Regions from separate parts of the Pan troglodytes genome. Here region 1 is linked to region 2. A link is a contact called in public HiChIP or PLAC-seq data. All regions are on one chromosome and are shown on one strand. Each heading gives the region's core, a stretch centred on a gene start, on an enhancer-like site or on the middle of the called end of the contact. The rest is flanking DNA. Distances are from core to core; before and after follow the strand shown.

Region 1 (5,354 bases), core at 2,633-5,132, 550 kb after region 2:
TTATGTAATGTATTACTTGTTTGCTAACAGCTTTCTCCCCAAGAATGCCTTGGAGCAGGGATGTTGTTTTGCTCACCTAGATGCAAATCAAAGGGTAGTTATTGTTTTGAGTGCCTCCTTTCCTGACCTTTCTGATTCACACCTGTGAGCTTGCTAAAGTATGAGGAGCTGAGCTTGCAAAGAAGAAATGGGGTGACCTTATTTAAAACAGAGTGATGCTTTTCTGCACATAAATAGATACATATCTCAAAAAGAAATGTTCTCCGAATTCAGTGGAACAAATAACTGAGAAGAGTTATACTGTCATTCCCATTCCATGATGACTCCAAAAAAGTAAGTTTATAACATGCTGTTTTGATTACTAGTTTATGTAACAATTTTATTAAGTTGATTCCAAAGCAATATGTTCCAAAGTGGTTTATATGAGGACACTAGTAAAGCAGCATACTAAGCAAATAGACCAACCATTATTTGGTCAGCTAACATGACTCGTTTCCATTGCCATTTTGAAGACCCTCCAAATTTTTAAGTCTAATATGGCTCAGGAAATCCAAGAGTTTGAAGTCTACAAGTCATGTCAAAGGCAAAGTCAACAACTGCAAGAATTTCACCCTTGCTCTCAAGGGTACTTTCAGAAACTTCACTGATTTGCATTTAGTAATCAAAGCAGCAGACAATTAGGAAAAGCATCAACCTAATATTTTCTCTACTTGTCTGAAGGCACTTGACAAGCTTTGTTTCTTAAGAGAATGAGAATGTCAGAAACCCAAAGAAAATGCTCATAGGGTCTAAAAGGAACCTGGCAGATGCTGACTTACAACTGAACCAATATCTTTTAATTGCTTTTTAATTGCATAAATTTCTGCAACATGAGTAAATTCTAACAGGATTCCTGCATACTCAAGAAAATTATAATAGTAAATAAAATTAGCTGTGTTCTAAACTTATTACTGATCTCCTCTGGTAGTGTGCAAATTAGTTTTCACTCCTGAAAGAACAATTAAGGAAATTATTGAACAGTTAAGAAAATATACCTAACTTTTAGTGGACAACAGCATATAGTGATTGAATAAGCAGATGAATAAAATAAGCCCTAAGTAGTAAATGTGCTCTTGAAAATTAATTGATTTTTTTTTGCCAATTTCTCAGCCAGAGGCAAATTTAAATGTTCACTGTTTGGACCATAATATGAGGGAGAGCTAGAGGTCAGTCAATAATAAATATTTATTGAGCAGCTACTATGTGTCCAGAAAGACTTTTGGGGGATAGAGGTATATGTCAGTTAAGCTTAAAATCAAGTTGTAAAGAGAAACTTAGCTAGCAAATGCCAGACAAGTTTAAGTATTGCTGACTTAGAGCAATTAGGGAAGTTAGGGAAGTTGCTAAAGAAGGGAGAAATGGATAATTTTGCAGGAGTGTCCAATTTTTTGGCTTCCCTGGGCCATATTGGAAGAAGAATTGTCTTGGGTCACACATAATGTACAATAACACTAACGATAGCTGATAAGCTAAAAATCACAAAAAAACTCATAATTTTAAGAAAGTTTACGAATTTGTGTTGGGCAGCATTCAAAGCTCTCCTGGGTTGCATGCAGCTCGCGGGCCACGTGTTGGACAAGCTTGATTTAAAGGTAGAGCAATATAGTAAAGAGAAAAGTGAGAATAAGAAAATTTTTGCAGACAGCTATAGAAACAGACTGCAAAGTGAATTCCAAAAGTTCACATTTCCTATGTGGGTTCTGAGAAATAGTTGCAAAACCATGAAGGGTAGAGAGAGATGAGAGAGAAAATGCAAGAGAGAGAAATACCATGTTTTGAACACTATTCCTACTTCTTTTCATTTGACAAGTATTTATTGAGTACCTATTCTTGGGATCTCGGAACAATTTGAGACCCTGGGTGTGTGGTGATAATAAACAATGTGCTCTCATGCAGCTTCCACTTAGGGCAGAAAAACTAGTTGAAGGACAAAGACATACACTGCTTAAGGAAACAATGTAGAAAGGGAATACAAAGAAAAATATATATCTGTAATATTCTTATAGCACACATTCTTTACCATTTAAAAATGATTACTATTTGTTCTTAGGCCTACTATTGTCAAACATTTACTTATTAATTTCTTCAAATTTGATCTTTATTATGTGCCGATTTTGAATCAATCAAGTTAAATTACTAATAAAAATATGACATTCTGTTATGAAAGCAAGTCAAAACAATTTAAAATTGCGTATTTGGAAGAATACATCTCACTGAAAAAAAAAAGAGTCTGAAATATGTATTATACCAAAAGAACGGAATTTTCAGAGAATTCAGATATGGATTTTTTTTTGTTGCAAATCTTCTCATAAATTCTCCACAGTACTTCAGCTCTTCTCATTCCAATTTTCTTACTATTTTTCTGTTACTATGATAAACATCACAGTCACCTCTGACTTTTCCCTTTTCCAATATTGACTCTGTATAACATTCCTTTTGTATGTATTTGTATAGTGCCCACTGATGCTACCTATTAGCCCAAGACCTCATTCCTTCTCGAATTAATGTAACAGTTTCCAGCACCCTCTTCTGCCAGTTACAGAATTTTGGAGCCCAGAGGGACTATACTCAAGAAATGCAACCCTTAAAGCCATTATATTCTCTGCTTCTGGATCAATCCTCTTAAAACAGGCTCTTATTGTGTAGTTTTCTGATCCAAATCTTTCCATGGCTTACCACTACATACTGAGGACTCCTCAGCTTCTTTTGTTGAGCATTTAAGGCTGTCTATGCATTTTTTAAGGCCCCAATATGCTTTTTCAACTTTGTATTTTTCATTCATTGATTCAAAAATATTTTTTGAGCCCATTTATAATTTAAATGGTGCTAGGGCCTTGCTACAAAGATGAACAAGTCACAGCCTTGCCCTCTAGCAGTCCCCAGTTTAAGGGAGGGGGTACAGGAGTGGTGGGAATGGGAGTGACGAGTACATGAAAATCTCATTAAGTATTGAGAGTAGGTGGTAACAGTGCCTGCTCAGGGAGCACTGAACTCAAGTGTCCAATCCTGCTGTGTAGCCAACTTGGCTTAATCAGTGCTGACGTGGGCTGTCTTTTCTCTGCTTTTCTGTATACCCTAAATATATCTAGGCTTACAAAGCCTAGATCAGATGCCAAATAATCCATGGATTTTTCCTTAGTCTCCTACTCTTAAATATCTCTCATTTGAATTCCCATGGCATTTTAAAATTTCCTTTCCTATTCTAATCACATCCCTGCTTGTATTAGAGAATCTCTCTCTTACTACAACTGCCTCTTAAAAGCAACAACTATGACATATATTTATATATCACTAGACATATAAACCTAAAAAAAGCTTACAAAGGTGTTCAGTAAATGTTCCCCAGGCTAAAATAATGAATAATAATGTGTACAAAGTCAAAGGTAAAATAGAACAATGGCGGGAATTGACTATACAAACTGATTCTTCACACACTTGTAAAACTATTATACTACATAAATTACTGCAAAAATTAATGACAGTAGAAAAGAGGACTACCACTAACAAACCAGGATCCTGGGCTTACAGGGGTTAAGGAGATCTAACCACAAGGAGAAAAAAAAAGTTCTAAATTTGCCTTCATTAAAGACTAATTTTAGGTCTTTGGCTAATTAAATGAATACATTGTTTATGCTCCATACACTTTCGGCCCGAGTCTTGGAAAATACGTGAAACTTCCAAGAATTAAAGTTTCCATTAACGCAAGTGCCAAAATCAGGAGGCTTGACCTGTGGGAAAAAGCACATTTGTCTTCGCTGGCTCCTTTTCAAAAAGCTATAGATGTTTATTGTATAACCTTTTTTGTGCGCAAATGCTGTTTTATCATTCAGACCCATCTAGACAGAGGAAGAAGCTGCAACATTTCAGAAAGCAACCAATTACTGAGGACCGAATGACCTGGCCTTATCAGCGCTGAAGTGTTAACGGCCGTCCCTGTTTGGGGTAAAATTTCTTCATTGGGAGCCAGTCAGTGGTTCTTTTTTTCTTTCTTTTCCTTAAGGGGCCGGGGGTGGTGGGGGGCAGTCGCTGTTTTGAGGTGTGTGTGTGTTTAATTCCCTGAGAACTGGCTTTGGCTGGTGAAGAAATAGTTTACTATAGTGGGTTTCAGAACATCTTCCACCTGTATCTCTCCTAGCAGGTGTAAATTTAATGTAAATAATTGTGTGTGCCCACAGCTTGAACGCTTTGGAAGAATATTTTCTGACCTCTCTGCTTTTATTCAGTCCGAAGTAGCCCAGTTATCATGAAGTAGCCCAGTTATCTACCTAGATTACAAAATAAAATTAAAATTAAATCTCCTTACGTCAGTGAACTTGGACTCAGAAAGTTCTCTCCCCTGAGCAGAGAGCCTTTTAAAGACTTGTGTGTCACGCTGGCGGCAGGGGGTCGCGGCTACTGGAAAGGAGCTGGCTCTGCAGGTCCCGCCCTCCCCCGGGTCGTCCCTCCCTCTGGCCTGCTCCCTACCTCCCGGGGACTTGCGCTCGCCCCCTCCCCGCCCGCCCCCTACTCCGCGACAACGTCGGCTTCCGAGGTCTGGCGTGCGTCAAAGCCCTAACTGGGAGGCTGATTTGTGGAGCATCGCCCCCCCCCCGCCCCCCCAGTTCCTCCTCCTTCCACTGAAGTGGCCAAGGGAGTTGAGCTGAGCAGGGGGAGGGGAAGATCTACACCCATCCCCCTTCCTCTAGCCCTCCCTGCGTTTAGATTCAGTTGCACCTTTTATTATTTTAACTCTTCTCCTTAGGACACGCAGCCCCCAATTTGTCCCTCCGGCCTGGGCGGCCCCTGGTCCCGCGCGCCAGCATGGGAGAGCGAGGGACCTGCCCGCGGCCCGCCGGCGTGTGCAAGGAGGTCCAGCCGCCGCGCCCGCTACCCGGAGTCTGTAAGTTTCAAAGCTGCTCCGGGGGAGGGGAGGGGGGAGGCTGTCCGTGTTCCCGTAAATGATTTAAAATGCAAAACACCGCAGAGGCTTGCAGTGATGGATGGACTTTTCGGGGCACACTCCCTACTGCAACCCGCAGGCTGTTGTCTTGGGTTTTTTCCCCCCCGCACCTTGTATATTTGATTCCTTCGTTGTAAAAAAAAAAAAAAAAAAAAAAAAAAAAAAAAAAAAGTTTTCAATTTATATTATGATTTCCACAGGAACCTTTTTAACTCTTTTTAGATGCAACTCATACTTCTTTCGCATTTAAAATAATTCTTATAACTTATAAATTCTATAGCACACCACTAATTATAATTTTGTCAGAGTACACGTTATTTAGACTGCGCAAGGAGTCATGGCCTTTGCTTACTTCTAAAAATAACGGAGGAAGAAT
Region 2 (5,452 bases), core at 2,058-4,557:
ACTGAATAAGTTTGAGGATCTCATTATAAAACCAAGCAACAATTATTTGTTGAAGTGCCCGAGTTGATACCTGGAGGAACATGAAGAAAATGTGAAATATTGTTCTTGCTCTTCTCCTAGACACTTAGCCATGCCCTGTGGAGTCCTAATTTGATCAAAAGCACAGGCTTTTCATTTGACACATAAAACTCCCCTTCCTGCCTAGTTGGTGAGACATAGTTATATATGAAAAATACTAGCAATACAAGACAACACAACACAACACAACACAACTAAGTGTTTAATCATCAGTCAGAGCCAGCAAATACTATGACATCAGAACAGGAGGTCAAAGAGAGTAGAAGCAGATACCACAAATATTTATTGAGTTCTCATAAAGTCTGTGTTTTAGGTGTCCTGGGAACACATTATTGAATGAGAACTTTCTAGATAACTTGGCTTGGTCTTGAATAATGCACTGGATTTATACATGGGGAGGAAAAAAAAACCAAAAACAAACACACATCACATGAGCGGATCACAACACTGTGACAGAACTGAGACCTGTGTGTGATATGGTTTGGCTCTGTGTCCCCACCCAAATCTTATCTTGAATTGTAATCTCCGTAACCCCCCTGTGTCCAGGGTGGGACCTGGTGGGAGGTGATTGGATCGTGGGGGCTGTTTCCCCCAGGCTGTTCTCATGATAGTGAGTTCTCACGAGATCTGATGGTTTTATAAGTGTTTGACAGTTCATCCTACACACACATTCTCCTTCTTGCCTGCCACCAAGTAAGACATGCCACTTTGCCTTCCACCAGGATTGTAAGTTTCCTGAGGCCTCCTCAGCCATGTGGAACTGTGAGTCAATTAAACCTCTTTCCTTTACAAATTACCCAGTCTCAGTGGTATTCTTTATAGTAATGTGAGAACGGACCAATGTAGTGTGACTTGGAAGGGTGAGAGCGATGACCTGATTAGATTTGGTGCTCATGTTAAGAAAAAGTAGGGAATAAGTTTGGATTGTTGGGTGGGCAAAAGCCCACCAAGGTAAGAGAATTCTTAGTTTGCAGAAGAAAGAAAAACAGCACATTGTGTCACACAGATCTTTTGATATAAAGCATGACTTTAATGCATTCTTATGATATTAAATAGGGAAACATTTACATAGCCCCTTCATAACTGTAATATGCCTTAGTTTTGTTTGTCAGTTTATTTCTTTGTTATTTACTCTACAAATACCCCTTGAACTTGAGGAAGAAAAATGGGAATGGTTTGTGTTTTACTTAAATTATAAGATCAAAGATGGCAGATGATTTATCCAAAGCCCAGGCAAGTAGGAAAAGCCCCCCCTTCCCTTCCCCTTTTCCAGGATAGAAGAGAGTTGGCTGGTTACTTTGCAGGACTTAAGATGATCTTCATTTTAAAGAATCTGTATCAGCCTCCACTGTGGTAAGATGTGACTGGGATTTCAAGGTTTCCCCTGTCTCTACTGATTTACCTAAGTAGGACAGAGATTTCTGGGGCATGCCTGCCGGTGGAGGGCAGTAGGTCACTCAACTAAGAGCACAGTATTGTTGAGAAAATGACACTAAAGTGGTCATCTGGGATGCTACTTCGCTTTTCGAAAACTAACTTTGCATCAACTTCTCAAGTTCCACCTCTCAGTGGAGACGGATGCTAGACAAAGATACCAGGCACCGCAGCCTGGTCGGCTGAACAAATGGAGTTATAGCCTTAGATTTTGTTTTCGTGATGACTAAGCTGACCAGGTTTCTTCTTTGTCCTTGCACACTTTATGCTTGACGAGATGCTTAAGCAAATAGAATAGGCGACCGCTAGGAGGTACCCGAGCTATGCGTCGGCCGCCGGGGCGAGCAGAAATGGCTAACAGCGACTCTCTCGGCTCGGTGGGTCAAGGCGGGTGGCGCTTTTCCAAGGTCGGGGTTGCGATAAGCTTATCGCTTATCACAAGCAAGAAGGGCAAGAAGGACGTCTAAGAACCAACGGTCCTTTAATCTAAAAGGCCGCGCGCCTCCAAGGCAATGTGACATCTTGAGGTCTAGTGTTTGGGCACCAGCTGCCTGCACATCTGGATGCAGCACTGTCTTTCCTTTCAGGGAGGAGGCGAGGCGGAGGACCCCGGAGTGCACGCACCTCCTCGTGCGCGCGCTCGCTTGCGCCCGTGAACGTGTGTGCGTGTGTGTGTGTGTGTGTGTGTGCGCGCGCGCGCGCACACACACACACGGGCCGCGGGTCCGGGACCGGCTAATGGGGGTGGGGGCCCAGGAAGGAATAAATCTCCGCCAGCCTCCTCGCGCCTGGCTGCGGGTTAATATCCAACCAGTTAGAGAAAGACTAGGGTGACGGCAGCAGGGTGACAGCCTGGGCACACCGGCCGCTTGTCGAAGGATCAGGATATTAGCCAGTCTCCGCCACACTCAGGGACTGATATATTTCTATTGGCGGGGGGCTGTTGTTTTTTATTGTCTGCCGTTATCTCCAAAGAACAAGGGTACGAGTGAGGGCTGCGCGCTCTGGGCGAGTGTCGCGGCTCGGATCGGGTCGAAGGAGGCAATTTTGCGGGTGGGGGAGGGAGGGGGAGACCTTGATTTCCACCAATCCCTGGGCGTTTGTCTGCGAAGTCCGGGGCGCAGCGGAAGGCTGCGGCGCGCCGCTGAATTAACTGATGAGAGCGAGTTCTTTTCTTCTCCGGGAGGGGTGGAGAGCGAGGGTCCCGGCGGGCGAGGCGGAGGAGCCCGGGGCAGGATAGCGGTCCCGGGCCGTCGTGGAAATTTCCAAGGACTTGGTGCGGCGCAGAGAGCGCGTCTCGGGGCGGGTGGGTGGGGGGGGGTTGCCTGGCGGCGCAGCAGCGCGGGAGGCGGCGAAGGGCGCAGGAGCATCGCTCGGAGGGGACAAGGGGACGCCACGGGCCAAATGTCTGGGAGGGAGCCGAGCCTTCTCCCGGACCCTCGCCGAGGGCGACCGTGATGCTGCAGAACCGGCGGGAGCGACTCGCCGCCGCCGCTCTCTGCGCACTCGGAGACCCCAGCGCCCGCCTTCTGCAGGGGAAGCGACCATGGCCATAGATCGTGACTTCACCCCCAGCCACTTCCCCTAGAAAGAAATCCTTGGAAAAGTTGCATTTGAAAAAATCCTTGCGCTGACCTTTGGGGCCGACCGGGCCGAAGAAGCGTGCGTGCGCTTGCAAGTAAGAGAACCAAAGGTGTGTGTGCATGGGGGGCTGGCGGTGGGGGACCCTCCGCTGCCACTTCGCCTAGCTTTGTGCTGAGGCCCCGGCCCCCGCCCCTGGGACGCCGGGGCTGCGATGAGCCCCTGCGGGCGGGCCCGGCGACAAACGTCCAGAGGGGCCATGGCTGTACTGGCGTGGAAGTTCCCGCGGACCCGGCTGCCCATGGGAGCCAGTGCCCTCTGTGTCGTGGTCCTCTGTTGGCTCTACATCTTCCCCGTCTACCGGCTGCCCAACGAGAAAGAGATCGTGCAGGGGGTGCTGCAACAGGGCACGGCGTGGAGGAGGAACCAGACCGCGGCCAGAGCGTTCAGGTACTCCTGCCCTCGCGGCTCCTCCCCTCTAGCGTCCTTTCCTCCCCGAGTGCAGAGGACAGGGTCACCGGCGAGGACCGCCTTGCACCGCCTCGCAGAGGCATCCCTTTCATCCGCTCTTCCATGTCCTTTCCCTCCATTTGTGCCATTCCCAACCTGGAGACTTTAGTCAGGGTTCCTTCCCCACCCCTGATCCCCAGAGATGTGCAGACACCTGCTTTGCGCATGTAAAGACTCGACGCATTTCTTCCCAAAGCGGAGTTTTATTTAACAATTTACGGATAAACAAAACAGAGGGAAGGAGAACCCAGGATAACTTAGTCTCTTGCACTTAATGAGAATTTACCTCTTGGGCTCTGCAGACATTTGAAGCTGTAGGGAACAAGAAGCAGGTAAAAGGCATCTCCCCGAGGTGGAGTGCACAGTCGGTAACATAAGTTCCCAACGTCGGAGTGATGGGCAGTAGATACATGGACGGATCCCGCAGCTTTGCGCAGTGTGCCCACAGCAAGTGCATAGTACTGACTGACATCCTACTAAGAGACGATACTGTGCAATTTTTGTGTTGAAATCTCGAACAGCTTTCTAGTATTATTATCTCATCTTGTTGACCACAAATTGATTCTTTAGAAGGATGAGTAACTTCCCCAAGGTCATTACTTTTGACCTGTGGGTGCTGGATTTTTCATCACTTAAAGCTCCAAAGCTCCCAGCTCTTTTTATTGGCTTAGGCTGTGGATGCCTCTGGAAGATGGGAGATGTACTTTAAGTAGGCACCTGAAGTCAGAAAACAAACAAAATCCCCAAGCCAGGTTGGAAATCAGAACTCTGAGGATCACTCAGAGGTTGTAGATCCGCTTCCTTTCTGGGAATTTTAGATTAAATGTCTAAAAATAAGTTACGGCAGCAGGGGTTGTGTAGTTAGATTGGAGGGAAGGCAGAGCTGCTTCCCCTTCCTCTCCACCTCCCCAGGCATGTTGAGGGAACACACGGGTGCTTCCACCACTGCGAGGTGCCCCTTTCACCTTTAGTCTCTAGGGCTGAAGATGCTGCTGTTGGCTTCTTCCTGTGATTGTAGTGGTCTGGGTGGTTGGAAATGATCTCCTCTGCTCTGTAGAGGATCTTTCTAATCAGTGCAAGGGCAGGTGAGTTCTAATGTAAACATTTTTCACTGCAGTTATTTACAAATATTCAGGAGCATCTATACATTTTAAAAAACTTTTTAAACATATGGTTTCCATCTCCTTCTCAGGCCTCCTCCTGGAAAGAGGATTAAAAAGATAACAGAGCCAATTTGTTTAGAGGAAGGCAACTGCATTCTCCTTGGAAGGGAGGACTTTCCTTCTCCCTTTTTAGAACTCTATCATCATTGAATTTAAAAATAACCTCACTCTTCCTAAAAGTATCTAAGGGTTAATTTTTTCTTTCCTTCACAGTATTGATTGTGGGACTCAAAAGCAGGCAAAAGGCATCACATCCAGCAATTATTTTCCCTAAAGACAGAAAGCACTTTCATTTCAAGTGATCTAAGGAAATGAGTTAAGAACTTCCCATTGGTTTGCAATGAAAGAGTCCATTTTTTTAATATAGGAGGAGGAATAATGAAGCCCTCTTAGAGGATAGATTTCTTGTTGGAGGACACAATCAAGTGGAAAATGCTTCAAATTCTGAGACACACAGGCTGATAGTTTCTGAGACACATTTGTTCCTTGCTTTCTGTAGCCTGGAGTAATTTTCAGTGTGTTTGGCTGTTATTTGGTCTGGTCTCTATGTGCAGAGAATTACTTATTAAAATCCACACACTATGAAAACTACCTAAACACATATCCCTCAAAGTTAGTGGCTGTAAAAGCATGTAAAAGGCACCATTGCTTATTGAAATAAGTTTGAGCTTCAGAGTAGAATTCTG

The links. HiChIP or PLAC-seq counts read pairs in DNA pulled down with a chosen protein or histone mark.
Region 1: a contact with region 2 is called in an H3K4me3 HiChIP or PLAC-seq map of stem cell-derived excitatory neurons, with 4 times the contacts expected there. The contact joins the promoter of KCNJ8 here to the promoter of ST8SIA1 in region 2. A contact is called at or near these places in 1 of 7 Hi-C or Micro-C datasets (stem cell-derived neural progenitor cells) and 1 of 1 datasets of contacts at active chromatin or transcription factors (stem cell-derived excitatory neurons).

Annotation. Positions count from the first base shown.
Region 1 is chr10:73,746,716-73,752,069 of NHGRI_mPanTro3-v2.0_pri, forward strand. KCNJ8 (potassium inwardly rectifying channel subfamily J member 8) reads left to right here and starts at 3,883. Exons shown (of 4, transcript XM_009425751.5): 1 at 3,883-3,981; 2 at 4,781-4,918.
Region 2 is chr10:73,198,726-73,204,177 of NHGRI_mPanTro3-v2.0_pri, forward strand. It overlaps ST8SIA1 (ST8 alpha-N-acetyl-neuraminide alpha-2,8-sialyltransferase 1), which reads left to right and starts at 3,308. Exons shown (of 5, transcript NM_001037303.1): 1 at 3,308-3,543. The coding sequence starts at 3,308.